2 separate regions of the Mus musculus genome follow, and region 1 is linked to region 2. A link is a contact called in public promoter capture Hi-C data. All regions are on one chromosome and are shown on one strand. The core of a region is the stretch at or near the end of the contact, and the rest is flanking DNA. Distances in the headings are between cores, read along the strand shown. Region 1 holds the start of Fbxw10 (F-box and WD-40 domain protein 10). Region 2 holds the start of Zfp287 (zinc finger protein 287).

What was found. Capture Hi-C pulls out chosen DNA fragments and counts their contacts.
Region 1: a promoter capture Hi-C map of adipose tissue shows a contact between it and region 2. The contact joins the promoter of Fbxw10 here to the promoter of Zfp287 in region 2. A contact is called at or near these places in 9 of 39 promoter capture datasets (the C10 cell line, the HPC-7 cell line, cranial neural crest and 6 more), 1 of 15 datasets of contacts at CTCF or cohesin (the NIH/3T3 cell line), 19 of 484 Hi-C or Micro-C datasets (the AML12 cell line, the G1E-ER4 cell line, the N1E-115 cell line and 12 more), 10 of 115 datasets of contacts at active chromatin or transcription factors (CD8 T cells, bone marrow-derived macrophages, a colorectal cancer cell line and 6 more) and 4 of 9 other capture datasets (adipose tissue, liver, macrophages and 1 more).

The regions. Positions count from the first base shown.
Region 1 is chr11:62,845,725-62,848,542 of GRCm38.p6, forward strand. It overlaps Fbxw10 (F-box and WD-40 domain protein 10), which reads left to right and starts at 1,399. Exons shown (of 13, transcript NM_001033669.2): 1 at 1,399-2,071. The coding sequence starts at 1,558.
Region 2 is chr11:62,730,276-62,733,298 of GRCm38.p6, forward strand. It overlaps Zfp287 (zinc finger protein 287), which reads right to left and starts at 1,621. Exons shown (of 6, transcript NM_133208.3): 1 at 1,392-1,621.

The DNA of each region.
Region 1 (2,818 bases), core at 149-2,648, 120 kb after region 2:
GTGCTTCTGCTCCATATTGGCTTCCACCTCCTCCTCCTCTGTCTTCTCTCCTCCTCCTTCCTCTGAAACCTCCTGTCCCACCTTTCCCTTGCACTGCCCAATCATAGGCTCTAGCCTTTATTTGACCAGTTAGAATGGGGAAAAGGTCCAGTGAGATCAACAGAGTCCTTGTCAGGGGCAGGGTGGGGACAACAACTCTCGAGGAAGCAGGATTAACATCAAAATACAAACATCACCAGGGCAATCCACACCAGCAGGCTAGTAAGCAATGCTCCTCCATGGCTTCCACACCAGTTCCTGCCTCCAGGTTCCTGCCCCAACTTCCTTTAATGCTAAGCTGAGATGTGGAAGTGTGAGCATCACAAGACCTCTCCTTCCCTAGTTGCTTCGGGTCGTGGTGTTTAGCACAACAATAGAAACAGGAGCTAAGACAGTTATTGCTGAATTTTTTCTTACTTAGCCTTATTTATTAAAGGAATACACATTATCTAGGGGTTGATATTACCTTGTAGCTTTTGCCATCCTCTGGGGTCTTAGAACACATCTTCGATGAATAAATGGAGAATCTAGCAGTGGTGACAGTGACAACAGAGAGACAGTGTGTAGTGAGGGCTTACACTGCCCTAACTTACACTGTGCTATGATACGCAGTCTTTTTGGCGTTGTGTGCACAGTGTCTCAGTTCCCACCCATCCTAAGTACTGTGTGTACAGCGTCTCACTTCATCCTCTGTGAAGCAGAAAGCATCCCCATCTCCACTTTCAGACAAGGAAACTGAAGAACATTAAACAACCTGCTGGTGTTCGTAGAGCAATGGGCAGCTGGGCTGGGGCCCAGACTCAGAAGCCATACCCCAGACTTCACAGTCTTCATTACAAAGCTATGGTGAGACCTTCTGCTACATGGGTAGGCAGCTGACTGTGTCTACACAACAAGTCAACTCCCAACATATCCTCAGGACAACTGAAAATTCTGCACCAGAGAGTGGTTCCCTGTGGATTCACAGCTAGCCCTGAATAATTAAATAATTTACATTATTGTTAAGACAGGTGCTTTTACTGTGGCGATAACCAGAGACTGAATATAATATGCAGGGCACTGGAATAGACTCTAACAGCCACAAATGTAAGAAGATTACACCTAAGCTGTATTTATGAATATTTAAAAGTCCTTAATAACAGCAACTGAAAGATGCTAACATTTTTTTTAAATGGGCCATGTTATGTTTTACATTTGGTTAAAAGAATAGCTGCTATAGAAATAAGATGACCAGCTCTTCCAGAATATACAGCAACTGTCTCTACTTTTGTGGTGCCAGGGTTAGGAGATTTACGGTAAAGCCATGTTTCTAAGGAAGTCAGTACAAAAAGCCAGACTTCTACAGGCAGTTTCTGGGTCAGATCAGTTTACCATCCATCGCAGTGCCTTACGGTTTCTCCAGATGTTCATCCCGAAGAGGCTCCAAAAAGGCTATTTCTCTGCTTACCCTGTCCCTCTGGTGTTTGGTGGGGTTGCTAACGGGCAAGGTTTAAATGAACTGAATGTCATCTCAGAGTCATGGAAAACAGGGAACCAAAACTCAAGCAGGCCCCCTATTTTCGTTGTGAAAAGGGACCCAACTGGGTCCCCGTGTGCCAGAAGTGTGAAGCCTGTGTCTTAGCATGGAAGATCTTTGCCACCAAAGAGTGGTTCCGGAGGGTCAACGACATATCCCAGAGGAGATTTCTAGTCAGCATCTTGGGGCAGTTAAATAGCCTGTATTTGTTACAGTATTTCCAGAATATCCTAGAGACCACCCAGGGGAAGGACTTCATCTACAACAGGTCTCGGATCAAACTCAGTAGGAAGGGGGGGAAGGAGGAGGAGGTTGTAAAGTCCTCCTTGAACCAGATGTTGGATAAAACGGTGGAACGGAAGATGAAGGAGATCCTCTACTGGTTTGGCAACAGCACCCACCGAACTAAGGCAAATTATACTCTCTTGCTGCTGCAGATGTGCGACTCAAATTTACTGCTCACTGCTGCCAATGTGATCAGAGTCCTGTTCATGAAAGAGTGGAACAGTATTTCAGGTGAGAGCAGAGGGCCCCAGAGACCAGACACAGGCTTGGAAGGGGGCATAGGTGCAGACAGACAGGCTTGGAAAGGCAGAGGCTGCCCAGAGGGCTGGTATGGGACTGTGAACCTTATCCTGACATCCTATCACTTACCAAAGGAGGAGCTGCTGAGTGGTACTTCATTCTAGAAAACTGTCCACTGAGAAAAGCAGAAGGAAGGACAGAGCTTTCACCCCGGCACTGAACAGTATCCTGCCTGCCTTGGGCCCAGATCACTGCAAACGGGTGTCACTTCTTCCTTGCACTAGGGTAGGAGGGATGTGACAGGGAAGCTGTGTTTTGTTTCTTAACTGCCATGGGCAGAAACCAGGCCAAACAACAAAACTTACAGCTTTAAAAAAGTCTTATCTTACCATGCCGCTTGCTTAAGCATGAAACCAAATCTTAGTAAGATACTTTAAGAGGCCAAATGTGGCTAAAAGTCCAAAATTGCCCAGGGTACTAGTTTATAAGCAATAGTTTGCACCTGAGTCTCCAAACAGATTAGATTAACAAAAAAAAAAAAAAACCAGACTGTGGTCCTCTGCCAAAGCCTGGCCTAGCAGCTGGTCTGAGACCATGTCAAGCTGTCTGTTTCTGGCTATATAGACAGACATTGCTGGACCCAGCGGGGAACCTTCTTGGTCCTGGGTATTGACAGGAAAGTGTTGAAAGTGTTTGACTGGCTGGTTCTGGACAGCAAAAGAAAGCAGAGGAGAGGTC
Region 2 (3,023 bases), core at 371-2,870:
GGACTTCTTCAGGGATCCCAGCCCTGCCACACAGTGCTAAGCCTCAGATGCTCGCTGTGACTCTTTTATGCCATCAAAACCAGTACCATCTGAGTGACTCTTACTCACTAAGCTTGGCAGCCAGAATGAGGTATAATCTTGTCTCCCTCTGAAATATAGCTTCTTGGGCAATTTCTTATTCACCTCAGTGACACTGGTTTCTTTTTAGTCACAGCTGACTATTCAGTTCCAGATGACCAGACACCAAAGATTCTTCACACAAAAGGCCAAGTTTGCGTTTCTCTCCTGCTCTTAACATCCTTCTCTTCCTAGCTCCTACAGAATAGCTCACTGAGCTTCCAACACTCAACGACTTTTCTAGCCTAAAGTTCTAATGTCCTTCTACGATCTTCCCATAACAACATGGCCAGGACTGTGACAGCAATACCCTACTTCTGGTTCCAATTTTTGTCCCAGTTAGGGTTACTACTGCTGTGATGAAACACCTTGACTAAAAATCAATCTGGGGAGGAAAGGGTTTATTTAGCTCGTGCTTCCACATCACTGTTCATCATCAAAGGAAGTCAGGGCAGGAACTCAAACAGGGCAGGAACCTGGAGGCAGGAAGTAGCTCTCAGTCTTATAGAGGCATTTCCTCTATAAGATGACCATAGCTGTGTCAAGGTGACATAAAACTATCCAGCACAAGAATGGCCCATCAGCTCAAGCATTTTTGGTGTTCTCTGCTACCCCTCATACACACAGAAGCAGACTCCTCAGAGTGCAGGATAAACACACAGAATTTACCCTGGTCTTCTTTTCCTCTATCCTTGAATTTAGAATACATTCATCCTAGACACACACACACACGATGTGTGTTTATTGATGGTGGTGTTAGAAGCAATAATTTAAGGAACCATGAGCAGAATGGTTAATTTCTAACTTGTTGAAAACTTATCACCTTGCAGAAAGAAATGTTTCAATATCCAAGTCACTAATATTCCGGATGTTCTCAGCAACAGAGCAAATTTGTGATTACTGGGACAAACTGGAGGTTTCCAAACAATCTCATAGGGGCGGGGCCAAGGCGATCTATTTATCTGCCTTGCATAGTTTGCTCTATTCCCGGAGCAGAGAAGACAAGCCTGTTAGGCTGTGATTGGAGGCCGTCTCAGGAGCTTCCTCAAGTGTAAACCGAAAGCACTATCCACCTCTCTCAAAGCCAACCTCACAAGTATCCTGACACGGAGAAGAACCCACACGTACTTGTTTGGGGCTCCAACTCCCAGCCTAGCTCATCCATAGTCATGCATGCCCTGAGGAGATGCGCCCGCCTTGCCTCCAGCCGCCTCCCCTTCCCAGCCTGCCCCGGGCCGGCCTCCCCGTGGACATTCGCGCTCGGACATCAGTACCTGTCACTCGGGCCCCGTCGGCGCAGCCCGGGCAACAATGGCGGCGGCGTGGCGGGAGCCTCCGTGGCAGGCTCGACTCAGAGCTGCATCAGGGGCTCAGCTTCACCGCTTCTCTCCCTGGGAGGAGCCGGGAGCCGTCAGTACACGCTCATTCCAGCCGGGTCCCCAGAGGCCCCGGCCGGAACCCCTAGCTCCCGGGCTTCGCAGCGACCTCGCCTCGGCGCCACTGCGCATGTGCTAGTGGAGAACGCTGCTCGTCCGTAGAGCCAATGGGAAGCCGAACCCGAGCCTTCCCATCCCGAGCCCCAGGCCCTGGACCTGTCTCTATGGCAACCTCCTCCACCCATCACCGTGACTTGCCTGTTAGCTACAAGGTTTCGACCGGAACTTTAAAGTTTACCTGGGCAGAGACAGGCCTGGCAGATGACTTGGATGTCAGGGCTGCAATAGCAGTACCTGGGAAACCATTTGGAGAGTAAAGCCGGATTCTTACAACGCAGAAATAGACAGGCATCAAGTATGTGGCTTGTAGGGAGGAAACCCCACAGTGCTCTTTCTAGATGGACTGTAGTGCATAATTCCTAATGGCTCTGATTGTCACCTCTAGAATCCGACACTGAGACCTCCAGATTCAACTAACAGACAAATTCTCTGTCTTCAGCATTTCTCTTAGCTCCTTCTGTTCTGTGGATTCTTTGGTTTGTTTTTTGATGGCATCCTGAACTTCTTGGACATCATAATACTCATTTTAAAAAGTCCTTCTTGAATTTAGGTACAGTAGTCAACCTCGTCTCCCATCCTTGATAGTCTTTCTTCTGCCTGGCTGAGTCCATTGGTGATGTTTCTATTGTTTTTCTGTTCCACTCACTGAGTTTTTTAATTTTTTTAGCATTTCTGTGTGGGCTCCCTCCCTCCTCAAAATACTGATTTCTTTCCCTGCTTATGTTCACAAAACAAACAAACAAACAAAAAAACAAAACAAAAAAACCAGGTTAGATTCACTGGGCCACCAAAACCAAACACAAAAGTAGGAGAGAGGTGGATCTCTGTGAAGTTTGAGGCCAGCCTAGTCTACACAACCATTCAAGGCTAGCATGGGCTACATAATGAGAGGAGGAAAAGGATGAAGAAATGGATTAGTGGTTATGAGTGCTTATGATTCATACAAAGACTCTGGTTTCAGTTCCCAGCACCCACGTGATGACTCAAAGTCTGTAACTCCAGTTCCAGCGGCTCTGATGCCACTTTTGACTTCCACAGTCTCCTGTGATACGCATACACAACACACACACACACACAATTAAGTAAATTCTAAGAAAAATAAATAACATTATTATGTACAGCTTTGAAAATAAGTGTGAAATACCAACCAGTCAGTAGTAGGAGAAAAGAAGTCAAGATCAGGGCAGTAATTAATGTTGATGGACATTAAGCTGACTCATGTTCCTTGTGCTTGTGAAAGGAGTAACAACAAACACAGATGTACAAGCACATGCACAGTAAAGTGCAGATGCCTTTAGGTGTGTGCCTAGGAGTGGTATAGTCAGGTCATATGGAAGATTTATTTTTTTATTTTTGAGACAGGGTTTCTCTGTGTAGCCCTGGCTGTCTTGGAACTCACTCTGTAAACCA